Regions from separate parts of the Mus musculus genome. Here region 2 is linked to region 1. The links are chromatin contacts, called in public Hi-C maps. All regions are on one chromosome and are shown on one strand. Each heading gives the region's core, a stretch centred on a gene start, on an enhancer-like site or on the middle of the called end of the contact. The rest is flanking DNA. Distances are from core to core; before and after follow the strand shown.

Region 1 (6,814 bases), core at 1,394-3,893:
CAGTTTTACAAATTGCCCCTTCTTCACATGTCAGTAAGGCAACTGAACATGACATAGTATGAAGAACTTAAAGGGGGTGTATGTAGCCTCTGACAGTTAATTCTGGACAGCTACACAGCTTGTTGAATCACATGGTTTAATGCCATAAAGAAACTCATAGAAAATTACGGAAATATGTTGTAGCTAGGCAGTGGCGGTGCATGCCTTTGGTCCCAGCACTTGAAAGGCAGATCTCTGTGAGTTCGAGGCCAGCCTGGTCTACAGATCAAGTTCCAGGACAGCCAAAGCTACCCAGAGAAACCCTGTCTTAAACAAACAAAGAAAACAAAAGAGAAGAGGGCACATATGAGCCTGGCTCCTCCATACACAAGAGAAACAGTTCTTTGGATGGCCTGTAAGTCTGTGGACCTGAAAATTACAGTTTGTCGAGCATTGAGTTTAAGGAAATAAAGTGTCTATTTCTAACATAGAGCTTTTGTTCAGATTGCCAGACTCTTGCTACATAGTGAGACTTTCAAGCTTAATACATAAGAAAAAATGTATTTACATCTTAACGGTTACCTTTTTGTGTGTATATAAATTGGGTCCGCCTAATTCCCTGTGAGATCCATTTAAAAACAGCCTGTCCCCCCCTCCCCCCCCACCCCCTTTTTGGTTTCTTTTTTACTATCTGGTTGTATGGTGTGAACTTCATGTCTAATCCCACAATGCCACATGTTGTTGCCTTTTTAGGAAGGAGTCCGGTTCTTCGTGGTGGACTGCCGTCCTGCGGAGCAGTACAATGCTGGGCATTTGGCAACCGCGTTCCACCTAGACTCAGACTTGGTTAGTCGATGTGCACGTCGGATGTTTTGGGAGAGACGGGGTGGATCTCCCTCTGGCTTCTAGCTAGATCTACGTGACCCAATGGGGTGCTGTCTTCTGGCAGCTGCCCTGTGGGAGGGGCTTGAGGTCCCTTTTCTTCTAGGGGCAGTTGTCATAAAGTGACGTCTGTTAACTGTGGCTCACGCTCCTCCCATTATTATGTCAGTAAATTCTACACTCGCTGTGAGCTATCTCCCAGGTAGATCACTTAGCATTGTGCCTTGCACCTTGTAAGTACTGTAGAAATAGGAGCTCTTAGCATAATTGGATAAGAATCCTATAAGTTTTTGCTATAAGACATTTTTAAAGTTTATGAGTATTTTTATAACTAATATGCAGGCAATGTTGTATCTGACATATAATTGCTCAGTTGTTAAAGTCACCGTAGCCTAGGGTAACTCCCATTGTAGAATGAGTAAAGTAAATATGATCATAAGAGGCGCTTAGAGCTGTTGAGGCACGGAGACTGGCGCCATGTAAGCCTCTCTAAGGTTAAAGCCTCAGAGGTGGGGGACAGCTGAATAGGGAGGTGCCCTCCACCCCCACCCCTCCCCCACCCCCTCCCCTCCAGCTGAATACACAGCCTTCCCTCCTCATTCATCTTGTCTAGAGATAGTGGTCCTGGAGCCGGAAGGCTAGGTGGTATGGAGAGGAAACTAACAGAAAATGAAGGTCCTACTTAGAATTTGGACATCGGGTGAGAAAGGACCTGCTAGCCTGTCTGTGTCCTCTGAGTGAGAGCTGTGCCTGCCCCTGCTTTTTCTCATGATTCATGGGTACCTTCCTTTTCATCAGTTAACGTTGCAGAGAATATGCTGAATCAGCTGTCATCAGCTTGCTCAGTCTTCACCTTGAATACATACTCTTTCTTTGCCACGTTACCTTTGCTTCGTGGTTTCTTGGGACCTTTCCCTTTAAGTACGTTCCCTTTAATGTTTCACAGAGGGCCATGGTGCAGCAACGATCATAGTTTGTTGTTCGGTGAATGTATACTTAGTTTACTCTCAGTTTTGTTAGGAAGCTGGTGATGAAAACTTTACACGTATTTTGTGTCGTTTTCCAAATAGCTCTGTAAAGAGACTCTTTAAAGTAGAATAATTGGGTTGGGGGATGTGGCTTTAAAAAGCCTGACGATCCTATACCTCAGTACTGGCTCCGTAATGCTCTGTGTCATCAGCATTCCTGGGCGTTATCAGTCATGGGTTTTTGTTTGTTTTCTAGAATAGACTGAAAATAGAGGTAAGCAAGCAAGGAGAAAACTCCTTTCCTCTCTTCTTGAAGTTGCTTTTTCCTTGGGTGGAGAGCTGTCTGAGAGGTTAGGCGCACACGCTGGTCTTGTAGAGAACCTGAGTTTGTTTCTCAGCACCCACGTGATGCTCATAGCAGCCTTTAACTCCAGTTCCAGAGGCTCTGATCCCTCATGTAGCCACTCAGACATAACAATCTTCAAAACTATTAAATTGCTCTTCTCTCTGATCTGCCCGTTTTTCTCCTGGATTTTTTTGCTGTATGGGATTTTAGTAATGAGAGCTTAGAGTTTTTGTAGTTTTTGGTATACTTACTTCATTGAAGGTGAGGAATGGGTTTTGATTTTTGTTTTATCAATACCTAAAGAAAATGGTAAGTAAATGGTCTCTACTGTTTCTGATGTCTTCTAAGACATACGTGGACTGCCTTGTAAGAGGAAACGGAAAAGCAGAACTGTTTGAATCTGTCCTTGTTATTTCCTCTGTTCAGAACTAAACTGTGTCATCATGACTCAGGACTACTGTAGCTGGGCAGTGGTCCATGTGAAACAGTTCTTCCTTCTGATTGAGGAGTGTTTGTCTCAGCCTTTGTTCCAATATATACATAAACATATCCCTGGAATTTTACTTATTTATGCCTTTTCATTTTCCATCCCTTTAATGCTTGGTTTTTAATGTTGGTAATTTGCATGGATGTAGTTTCCGGTTTTACAAATACATGCTTGCCAAGTTTCTAATTTTTTAAAATAATCTAGATGCTCCAGAATCCATCTGAGTTTGCACAGTCAGTAAAGTCCTTGCTAGAAGCACAGAAACAGTCCATTGAGTCTGGCTCCATAGCAGGCGGGGAGCACCTCTGTTTTATGGGCAGTGGCAGAGAGGAAGAAGACATGTACATGAACATGGTCCTCGCACACTTCTTACAGGTATGTTCACGTTGATTAGTCCGTCTTGTTTGCTCGTGGCTGACACCGTGGAGAAATCCACAGCTAGTGTTCTTTTACTTTTATATCCATGTATCCATATATTTTGTAAGCTTCTCAATTTTATATCTTAACATCTTTTTCTCAATATTTTTCTTACATGCTCATATGATACTATTTTAATTATGTTTTAAACCATATGGAATCTATTTTCATGTAGGAAGTGAGGTAGGAAAATTACTGTGCCATTTATCACTGTGTTGATGAGTTTTCTTTTTTTTATTATATTCTTTCTTTATTTACATTTCAAATATTATTCCCTTTTCTGGTTTCCCCTCTGAAAACCCCCTATTCCACCGCCCCCCCCACACTAACCCCCCCACACCTACTTCCTGGTCCTGGCATTCCCCTACACTGGGGCATAGAGCCTTCACAAGACCAAGGGCCTCTCCTCCCATCGATAACCAACTAGGCCATCCTCTGCTACATATGCAGCTAGAGCCACGAGTCCTACCATGTGTTTTCTTTGGTTGGTGGTTTAGTCCTAGGGAGCTCTGTGGGTACTGGTTAGTTCATATTGATGATCCTCCTATGGGGCTGCAAACCCCTTCAACGCCTTGGGTCCTTTCTCTAGCTCCTTCACTGGGGACCCTGTGCTCAGTCCAGTGGTTGGCTGCAAGCATCCACTTCTGTATTTGTCAGGTACTGGTGGAGCCTCTCAGGAGACAGCTATATCAGGCTCCTGTCAGCAGGCTCTTGTTGGCATCTACAATAGTGTCTGGGTTTGGTGATTGTATATGAATGGATCCCCAGGTGGGGCAGTCTCTGGATGGTCATTCTTTCAGTCTCTGCTCCACACTTTGTTTCTATAACTCCTGCCATGGGTAATTTGTTCCTCCTTCTCAGAAGGATCAAAGTATCCACACTTTGGTCTTCCTTCTTCTTGAGTTTCATGTGGTTTGTGAATTGTATCTTGGGTATTCTGAGCTTCTGGGCTAATATCCACTTATCAGTGAGTGCATTCCATGTGTGTTCTTTTGAGATTGGGTTACCTCACTCAAGATGATATTTTCTAGTTCTCACCTAAGAATTTTATAAATTCATTGTTTTTAATTGCTGAGTAGTACTCCATTGTATAAAAATGTGTCACATTTTCTGTATCCATTCCTCTGTTGAGGGACATCTGGATTCTTTCCAGCTCCTGGTTGTTATAAATAAGGCTGCGATGAACATAGTGGAGCATGTGTCCTTATTACATGTTGGAGCATCTTCTGGCTATATGCCCAGGAATAGTATTAGTGGGTCCTCATGTAGTACTATGTCCAATTTTCTGAGGAACTGCCAAACTGATTTCCAGAGTGGTTGTACCAGCATATAATCACACCACAATGGAGAAGTGTTCCTCTTTCTCCACATCCTAGCCAGCATCTGGATTTCTCTGTGCTCAGGATGTATTCTCAGATTACTCTGTTGTATTACTCGTTTTTGCTTCATGTTCTAGAACTTTTAATAACTATATGATTTATTTTCATTTTTTTACTTGTTTTGATTATATGTATATGTATACACACATACTATATATATATATATATATATATATATCCATTACCCATAACATATACATATACACAATATATGCATATACATATCTGTTACCCATGACCTGAGCTGGCTCTCTTTAGCACTTGGATTGGTGATTTTATGCAGCCTGACACTGTGCCACTGACGACTCTTTATAGAAACACCCAGTTAGTAGTCTGTGCAGCTTCCCATGTTTGGAACTTTGCTCCTCATGTTCATCTGATGTCATTTCTTTCTCCATTAGTCCCTGGCTTGCCATTATTTAGATCCAGTATGTATTTTTGTTTTTTAATTAAAATATGACATTTTAATTAGCATATAGTATGTGTGCAGAAGTGGGCACATACTTCCAGGACACACCCCACAGTGGAACAGAGGACAGCTTGGTTCTCTCCTTCCACCACGTGGGTCCTGGGAACCAAAACCAGGTCATCAGGCGTGGTGGCAAATGCCTTTACTTGCTGAGCCATGGTTCTGGCCCTAGTTTTTTGTTGTTTTTGTTTGTTTGTTTGTTCTTTTATGTAGACCAGGCTAGACTCAGATTTGAGATCTGAAGACTCAGCCTTGAAAGTAACACATCTGACTTTAAGTTTTTAAGAGTTTGCAAAATGGTAATTTTGTTTTAAATAACCAACTATGATATTTTTATATTCTTTTTAGGAAAGGATAAAAAAATTTGAAACTTTAAAAATCTACTTTGATTAAAGTCTAAAATGTAATTTCATTGAATTTGGTTTGACTCTCTTGCTATGGAGACTGTAACACAAATAAAAACAGTCTTAATAGCTATAAAGCTGCCTCCATCTTTGGCTCAAGCCCATACAACATGAAAGATCAATACATGTGCAACTAACTCCATGTGCTAAAGTCCATACTGCCAAGAACACGCGATACGCTAAAAATTAATATATAACTGTGTATGTGTTGGCCAATGCTTTAGGACCATCTGGGGCTTTAACTAAACGACATTTTGCAATAACTTAAATTTTGTCTTTTATTACAGAAAAACAAAGAATATGTTAGCATTGCCAGTGGAGGATTTATGGGTAAGCCTATAGTGCATTCATTTAATTGTGTCATACTTTTCAGATAAAAAATAAACTGATTAGCGGGGCGTGGTGGTGCACGCCTTTAATCCCAGAACTCAGGAGGCAGAGGTAGATGAATTTCTGAGTTTGAGGCCAGCCTGGTCTACAGAGTGAGTTCCAGGACAGCCAGGGCTATACAGAGAAACCCTGTCTCAAAAAAACAAAAAAAAAAAAAAACAAAAAAACAAAAAAACAAAAAGAAAAGAAAAGAAAAGAAAAAATAAGCTGATTACCAGTGAGCTGATTTAGTGTTGTGAAACTGGTACCTTTTGTCTCCAGTCATTTACCACTGTCAGAAAAGAGAAGGCAAGTAGAACATATAGATACAAAGAACAAGGACAACTGAGATGAGGGAATACAGACTATTCACATAAACTGTGCTTATTTCATTTAGCTTCTATTTCAAAACTTTTTTGTTTTTTATTTTGTAAGGTGCTTGGGATTGAAACCAGGGGCTCATACACACAAAGGAAGCATTTTACCACTGAGCTCAGTTCTCTAACTCCTAATCCCCCTGCCTCAGCCTTTTAGGAGAATCAGGAATTTGAGGGCCAATTGACTGTACTCTATGGTGAGTTCTAGGCCAGCCTAAGCTATATAGCAACACTCTATCTCAAAAACCAAAACCAAACAGGAGCACCCTCTAAATAAAACCTCAAACAGACAAACTCAACCACCATCAACAACAACAACAAAAAGGGGTGTGTGTGTGTGTCTGTGTGTGTGTGTGTGTGTGTGTGTGTGTGTGTGTTGGATTTACTCCCCCGCCCTCCTATAATCCCAGTTGTCTGAAGGTACAGGTAGGAGGATCAGGAGTTTAAAGTCATTCTCCACTATCTAGCAAATTTGAGACCAGCTTGGGAAAAATGAGACCCTGTCTCCAAACAAACAAACAAACAGAAACAAAAATACTCCCAAACCAAAACACGGTTAAAACTACATTGTTGCGCCAGGCGCGGTGGTACACGCCTTTAATCCCAGTACTCTGGAGGCAGAGGCAGGCCGATTTCTGAGTTCGAGGCCAGCCTGGTCTACAAAGTGAGTTCCAGGACAGCCAGGGCTACACAGAGAAACCCTGTCTTGAAAAAAAAACAAAAAACAAAAAACAAAC
Region 2 (6,157 bases), core at 1,185-3,684, 210 kb before region 1:
TGTGTCAGCATCGAAAATGCAGATTTTCTAGGCCCATCCATTCCCTGCTGAATCCAAATCTCTTGAATGGGGACGAGCTAGCCATCAGTGTTCTAGTAAACTGCTGACGTTTTGCCCCTATAGCTTGAAAACCACTACTCAGAAGTCCTCTGGATGATTCTAAGGCATACTACAACCTCCACCATGCACAGTGTGGGGAGCTTACATGGCTTTTCCTCTCAAAGAAATCCTTGTCTCTTTCCCTTGCCTATGTCTCCACAGCTGACTTCTATCTCGTGCTTCTCATAGTTAGTTAGGAGCTGGCAGGGCTCCCTTGATTTTCTGTGGTGTGTGTATAATACCCAAAATGCCCTTCCACTGCTCTTTTGGAGAATTTTACTTCTCCTTCTCCCTTTTTGAATGAGAGTCAATCACTCACTTGTAGAAAACTCAGTGTGCTTCAGGTAGCCATTACACATTTCTTTCCCTCCAGGGGTCTCAGTCGCAAAGAATTCATAGAGCACTAAAGTGTTTTGTTTATGTGGGCAGTCATTTGCCATGTGGTGAGATTAAAAACAGACTAAATAAATGTTTTGGTAATGTCGTGGGTAGTGGTGATTAAAGCAAGAAACATGTGAAGCTGCCTGTTAGCCACCCGGGGTCCAGTTGGAATTCTGAAGTCCTGGGGTACACTGGCCAGGTTACTTTATGACTACCTTCATAGACCGTTATCTTATTTACTCCAAGGAGAGTCTGCTTCAAGAGACTGTTTTCTTTCTTCAGAAAAACACATGAAAAATACGTGTCCCAAATAGACTTGCTCAGGTGCACTTTTGCACGGAAGAGCAAGCGTGGAGTCTAACTCCCCCTCACCGGACTACTGAGAAAGTCACACAGAATATGGGAGCCGTGCAGCCAGAGTCTGCCTGTGTTTCCAGATCTCATCTATGAAATGGGAAAAACTCCTGTGTTCACAATTTGACCCAAAATAGGGGGTCCTACTTCAAACAGAATAAACTGTGCCATCACCACACACACACACACACACACACACACACACACACACACACACCCTTCCTGTCCCTTCTCAGCACATCTACAAGTTGTCACTGGCTTGTCACTTTTCTGTCGCTGTACAAAGCACGGTGACCAAAGGCAGCTTAAGGAAGAGAGAGTGTATCTGCGCTTGCAGTTCCAGAGAGACGAGGGCATTGTGGTGAGGAGGCGTGGCAGCAAGCGGCAGGTATACCACAGCAACCAGAGAAGGAGGCTGCGGGCTCCCATCTTCAGTGCACAGACACAAAGCATGGAAGGGGCAGAGGAAACAGCGATCGCCTTTCAGTCCAAGGCCTGCGCCCAGGGATATACTTTCCCCACAAGGCCACACCTCCTAAACCTTCCAGAAAAAACACCAACATCTGGGGGCCAGGTAGTCAGATGCCCCAAACTATGGGAACCATTTATCATTCAAGCCATCACATCCTCCATTGACTCTGGATCTTTGTCTGTTGAGCTCACAAACTCAGTTAATGTCAGCAGCTACCCACACAGTTCTGGCTTGCAGTGCATCAGCTGTGAGGGTCTGATGGGATATTTTGGACTCAAAGCTTTTTCTCTCAAAGTCGAAAAACTTATGTATTATGTTAAAGGTTAAGCCAAAATTGCTTTGAACATAGATTATTTTTTTCTCTTCTTCACTTTCTAGGGAAGGAACGTAGTACTCTCTGGCAGTTGACCGTGTTGGGGCTGAGTAATTAATGTTTTCCTGAGGAGGGTTCGTTATGAGAATAGAATAGAATTATCTTCTTCTTAAAGGAATATTTTTGGGCGTCTTACAGACAATTATCTTTTACAGGACATAATTCAGATGACCCAGGTATGGAAAAGGACAGTTAAGTATTCAGCGTGAGAGGGACACGTCATGTGCACGGCTGCAGGGCACTCATGTAGCTATCCTAAAGGAGGTGCTCATGACAAGACGGTGGGAGGCTAGAACAACAGCGAAGATAAACCTGACCGTGACCTTTTGTGCAAGCACTCCAGCACAGAGAAGACTATCAGAATTCCATGAATTAGTAATATAAAAAACATTGTGTTTTTTTAATCCATAGGTTATCAGTCCAAGAAAAGTTCAGCTTGTTCTCACCCTCATCCAGCAGGTGGCGCTATAAAACAGACGGATCTGATAGATCAGGGACCAGCTTGTGATCCAGTCCTAACTTTACCAAGTATCTACATGACTGTCACCAGGTATCAGTTGACAAACTTGGAAATCTCCACAACAGTCCAGTACCTCCACACTTTGTTTCCGTTTAGTTTCTTATCTTCTGTAAGGCTGCTGCTTCGGTTAAGACTGGCAGCGTTAGGCACTCGCATAGCCATTAACAGAGTGCTCTCAGCACCAGCAGACTCAGTGGTGTCCTTTACAAGAGTGCAGCTGCATTTCTGCACCTGGCTTTAGAATGGAGCCTTTCTTCCATCTGGGGAGAAAGCCACCGTTCTCACGATCCAGGTGTAGGTCTGGTTAGCCTCCCTGCTTGAGAACGGACCTATTAACTGCTTGAATGAATTATCTTATTTGTGCAACGCTCTTACCTCAGCCATTTGCTGCCTATTCTACTCTGGGCAAGCAGGGGATTAGAAGGCAGGAAGGGAATTGCCCATTGTGTCCCAAATGTTTCTTTTTAGAAAGACAGTCTACTGTTCTCTAAGAGTGTGTGTGTGTGTGTGTGTGTGTGTGTGTGTGTGTGTGTGTATGTGTGTGTGTGTGTCTGTGTGTGTGTGTGTTGACATGCACACAGTTGTGTGTGTGTGTGTGTGTGTGTGTGTGTGTCTGTGTCTGTGTGTGTGTGTGGTGACATGCGCACAGTTGAGACAGTGGCCCAGCCAACAGGCTGGTGGCTGCTTGCACTGCCTCCTGGGGTACCAGACAAGCTTGTACTCCTAAGAACTTTCACTGCTGCTTCACGGCCCTTAATAGTTTCCTGGCACAGCCTCTCAGGGAATGTCGTCATGGTCTGGGGGAACCAATAAAAATACGTCGAACCTGTTTTGACAGATCTCATTTCTGCCAGAAATTTCACAATTTGGGGTGGGGGCGCAGAGTAGAGAGCTAGTCCATTTGTGAGGGTATAATCAGAAATTCGCTCTAAGAGAGCAGAAACAACCACGCTGGACTAGAGGGAAGACACAAGGCTATCCAGCTCTTTCTGACAAACTCATAGGGCAGTTTGTACCTGCTCGACCCTGCGAGTGTGAGTGAGCATGCTCTCCTGCTCTTGCTCCTCACTCTCTCCCTCCCCCTTCTCAATTAGCATCCTTCTTAACTCTCTATCCTCAAATAGAAAACCCACGCATTAAAATTAGCTTCAGTTGGTTACGGATACACACTTGACCATAATAAGGTCAGAATAAGAGACTGAGGTAATTATTACCAAACGGCTTGTCCTAAATACTCTGGGCTCACCGTTGTTATAGCCAAGCATGATCCTGAATCTCATTAATGTGAGAATCATTGACCTTTGCCTGCGGAGTAATAACTGGGATTTGATTTGGGGAGGAAGGGGCTCGGGTTTTTTCCTCTTGCAAATTTTGGGGAATCTTCATCACCATAAGACTAAAAAAGTGTGAAGAATATAGAATAAAGCTACGAGAAACATCAGTAGTAGTCTGAAACATCAGACTCTTCTCCTTGGGTGTGCTCTTTGTCATGCCAGTGCTGGGTTGGCATACTCTGCTCCTCCTTAGGACGAGAGTTCAAGTCCCATGGCCTCTCTCTTCTCCACAGCCTCTGCCTCATTCACCACAGAGTAAGCTCACATGTTAGCTTAAGGCAGTGACTTCCGCCTCAGCACCATCAATCACTGCGCGTGAGTGGAAGCTTCATCTCGGGGTTTTGTCTGTGTGTGATGTTTCCTTTTTAGACTCCTGTATGATCCCATCTTTTGCTCCTGTTTCTTTTGCTTTTAGTTGGAGTTCTTTCTGTAAGAGAAAAGGCTTGCTTGAGGGCTTCTTACTGTGAATGGTGATGTTTTGTTGTTTTTATTTTGCTTTTCTGAGACAAGATCTCTCACAGCCCAGACTGGCCTCCAGTTCACGATGTGGCCAAGGATGCCCTTGAACTGTTTCTGATCTACTGAGCTCACAGGCCTCAGCCACCTCTTCTTTTATGGTTTTATAAAAGAGCGTGCTTTTTTACTTACATGGACCTGTATCTCCAAACTTCCAGTTTTGGGCTTTTCTCCTGTTTCAAACATGTTACTATCAACTTGTACCGGAGAAATAGAAGAAAAACGCACTGTTTCATCCTGACTTTCTCTTTCTCCATCTGTAAAGGATTTGCTTTTCTCCAGCTAGCTGGGCGTGACAATGTAGGTGCAGAAGAGAGTGAGGGACAGGGACCTTGACCTCCTGTTTCCTGTAGGAGAGTTGCCTGGGCAACCATCAGTTCCTTGGAGCCTCTGCCTCCTGCCGAAGATGGGTCCCTCCCTAAGAGAAAGAGGAAGTGGGGGTACTAGGTCCTCGCTGCAAGCCTACCGGGGTTCCTGACCATTCACTAAAACATACCAGAAAGAAAGAATAGAGGAAGTTCGGGAAAGCTAAAGCATGAGGTTTCCATACTAATGTCTAGTCGGAGACCAGGCCAGCTTTAATGTTCTAGAGTCCAGGATGGAAACCAGACTCCTGACAGATCTTTTTAGTCCATGTTTAAACCTTCATTTTACTGAATTCCAAAAGTACCGTCCCTAACCCAAGCTATTTCTCTCAAGTGGTTCTTGTCCAGTGCCCCCCACTTATTTCCACTGTCATGTTGTTCTTCTCACTTGGTGTCTTCCCCTCACCTGCCTCTGGTTCTTAGCTTCCTCCTTGGTCGAAACCTCTCGGACAGCTTACACCCTGGAGAAGTGATGAGACTTCCAAAGGATTCAGAGGCAAGGGGCACCCGACTGCATTATTTCCCACGTGTGAACCATGACCCTTTAGTTGGTGTCCTCAGCAAAGCTTTGCCAGATGTGATGATTAAATTGTTGTGATCTAACATCCTGAACCATACACTAACAATGAACGTAAACGCCTCTTCCCTGCAGAGCTTCACAGGGTCATCTGTCCCTATCAGGCGAGTGAGCTCGGTGTTACCTTTCCATCCTTCGATGCTAATCCAGATGTGCAGGCTGGATGTGTGACCCTCATAATGTATGGATCATACTTTAGAATTAGGCACCAAATTCTCAGCTAAAGTACAACTTCGAGCCTACCTCTGTCACCCCACTTCTCCAGGCCTTTGGATTAAGTGCATTAGGGACTCGGTCTGACACAGACAGACGTTTCTCAGTGACCACCTGGCCTGGTTGTCTCTGTGAATTCCTCGATACAGGGGTGTGCTTGACTTCGGCCCTGGGAGCTTAGGAGGGAGTTAGTTGCCTTTGGTCCTAACTCACTGGCTTCTGGTCTCCTCATGTGACAGATTGCATTGACTTAACACATCAGCAGGGCTTGCCTTACAGTGTTTTTAAAGCTGTTTCACCGTTCTCTGGCATCCAGTTCCAGATCTCAGCTACCAATACTGCCACATTCTACCTCCAGATAATACAGTCTTCTTTGCAATAAGCGAGAACTGTTTCTTGCTTTCTGAAATGGGATAGCATAGCTGAGCTAAAACACAGGAAAAGCAGGATGGGAAGAACTTTTGTCACTGGCCTCCTGTAATAATGCGCCCTTATTTTCAATCCTTATCAAAGGCCGAGAGACCTATGGCCGTTTGATTGGAGAAATCATCTTGCCGAGTCACCGTTTTCATCTCCGTTGCCACTACTTAAGAAAACCTAGCTAAGGGAGGAAATGTCTATTTTGACTCCTGGTTTCAGAGGTCTCTGGCCACGGGCAGCTGGCTCCGTTGCTTTCAGACCTGTGTGAGGCAGCACATCACGGTAGAAGGCATGTGGCAGATCAGAGCTGCCTTGGCAGCTAGGGATCACAGAAATAGCATATTCCGGTAACCAACATTCACCAAGCGGGCCACCTGGCAGTAGTTCATTCATGAATTGATCAATGGTTCACTGATGGATGGAATTATACCCTTAATAACCCAGTCACCTCTCCAAAATCTGCTCAGTTGGCAACCATTTCCTTAACACATCAGCTTTCAGGATACATTCTTGGTTTCAAACCATAACAACCC

What was found. A called contact is a pair of places that touch in the nucleus more often than the background predicts.
Region 2: a Hi-C map of B cells shows a contact between it and region 1, with 4 times the contacts expected there. The contact joins two enhancer-like sites. A contact is called at or near these places in 7 of 484 Hi-C or Micro-C datasets (B cells, the C10 cell line, the HL-1 cell line and 4 more), 1 of 115 datasets of contacts at active chromatin or transcription factors (bone marrow-derived dendritic cells) and 2 of 9 other capture datasets (adipose tissue and liver).

What each region holds. Positions count from the first base shown.
Region 1 is chr16:57,185,485-57,192,298 of GRCm38.p6, reverse strand. Tbc1d23 (TBC1 domain family, member 23) reads left to right here. Exons shown (of 19, transcript NM_001358433.1): 10 at 733-825; 11 at 2,867-3,037; 12 at 5,619-5,661. Among named protein-coding and RNA genes, the nearest start is that of Gm16892, 22 kb to the right of the region's middle. Within about 2 kb of position 2,643, at least 93 of the 459 cell types and tissues checked have an H3K27ac peak or open chromatin away from gene starts, as enhancers often do. A contact at or near this core is called in B cells, where this site is marked.
Region 2 is chr16:57,394,803-57,400,959 of GRCm38.p6, reverse strand. The region is part of intron 1 of Cmss1 (cms small ribosomal subunit 1); the gene reads left to right. The region is part of intron 1 of Filip1l (filamin A interacting protein 1-like); the gene reads right to left. Among named protein-coding and RNA genes, the nearest start is that of Filip1l, 45 kb to the right of the region's middle. Within about 2 kb of position 2,434, at least 44 of the 459 cell types and tissues checked have an H3K27ac peak or open chromatin away from gene starts, as enhancers often do. A contact at or near this core is called in B cells, where this site is marked.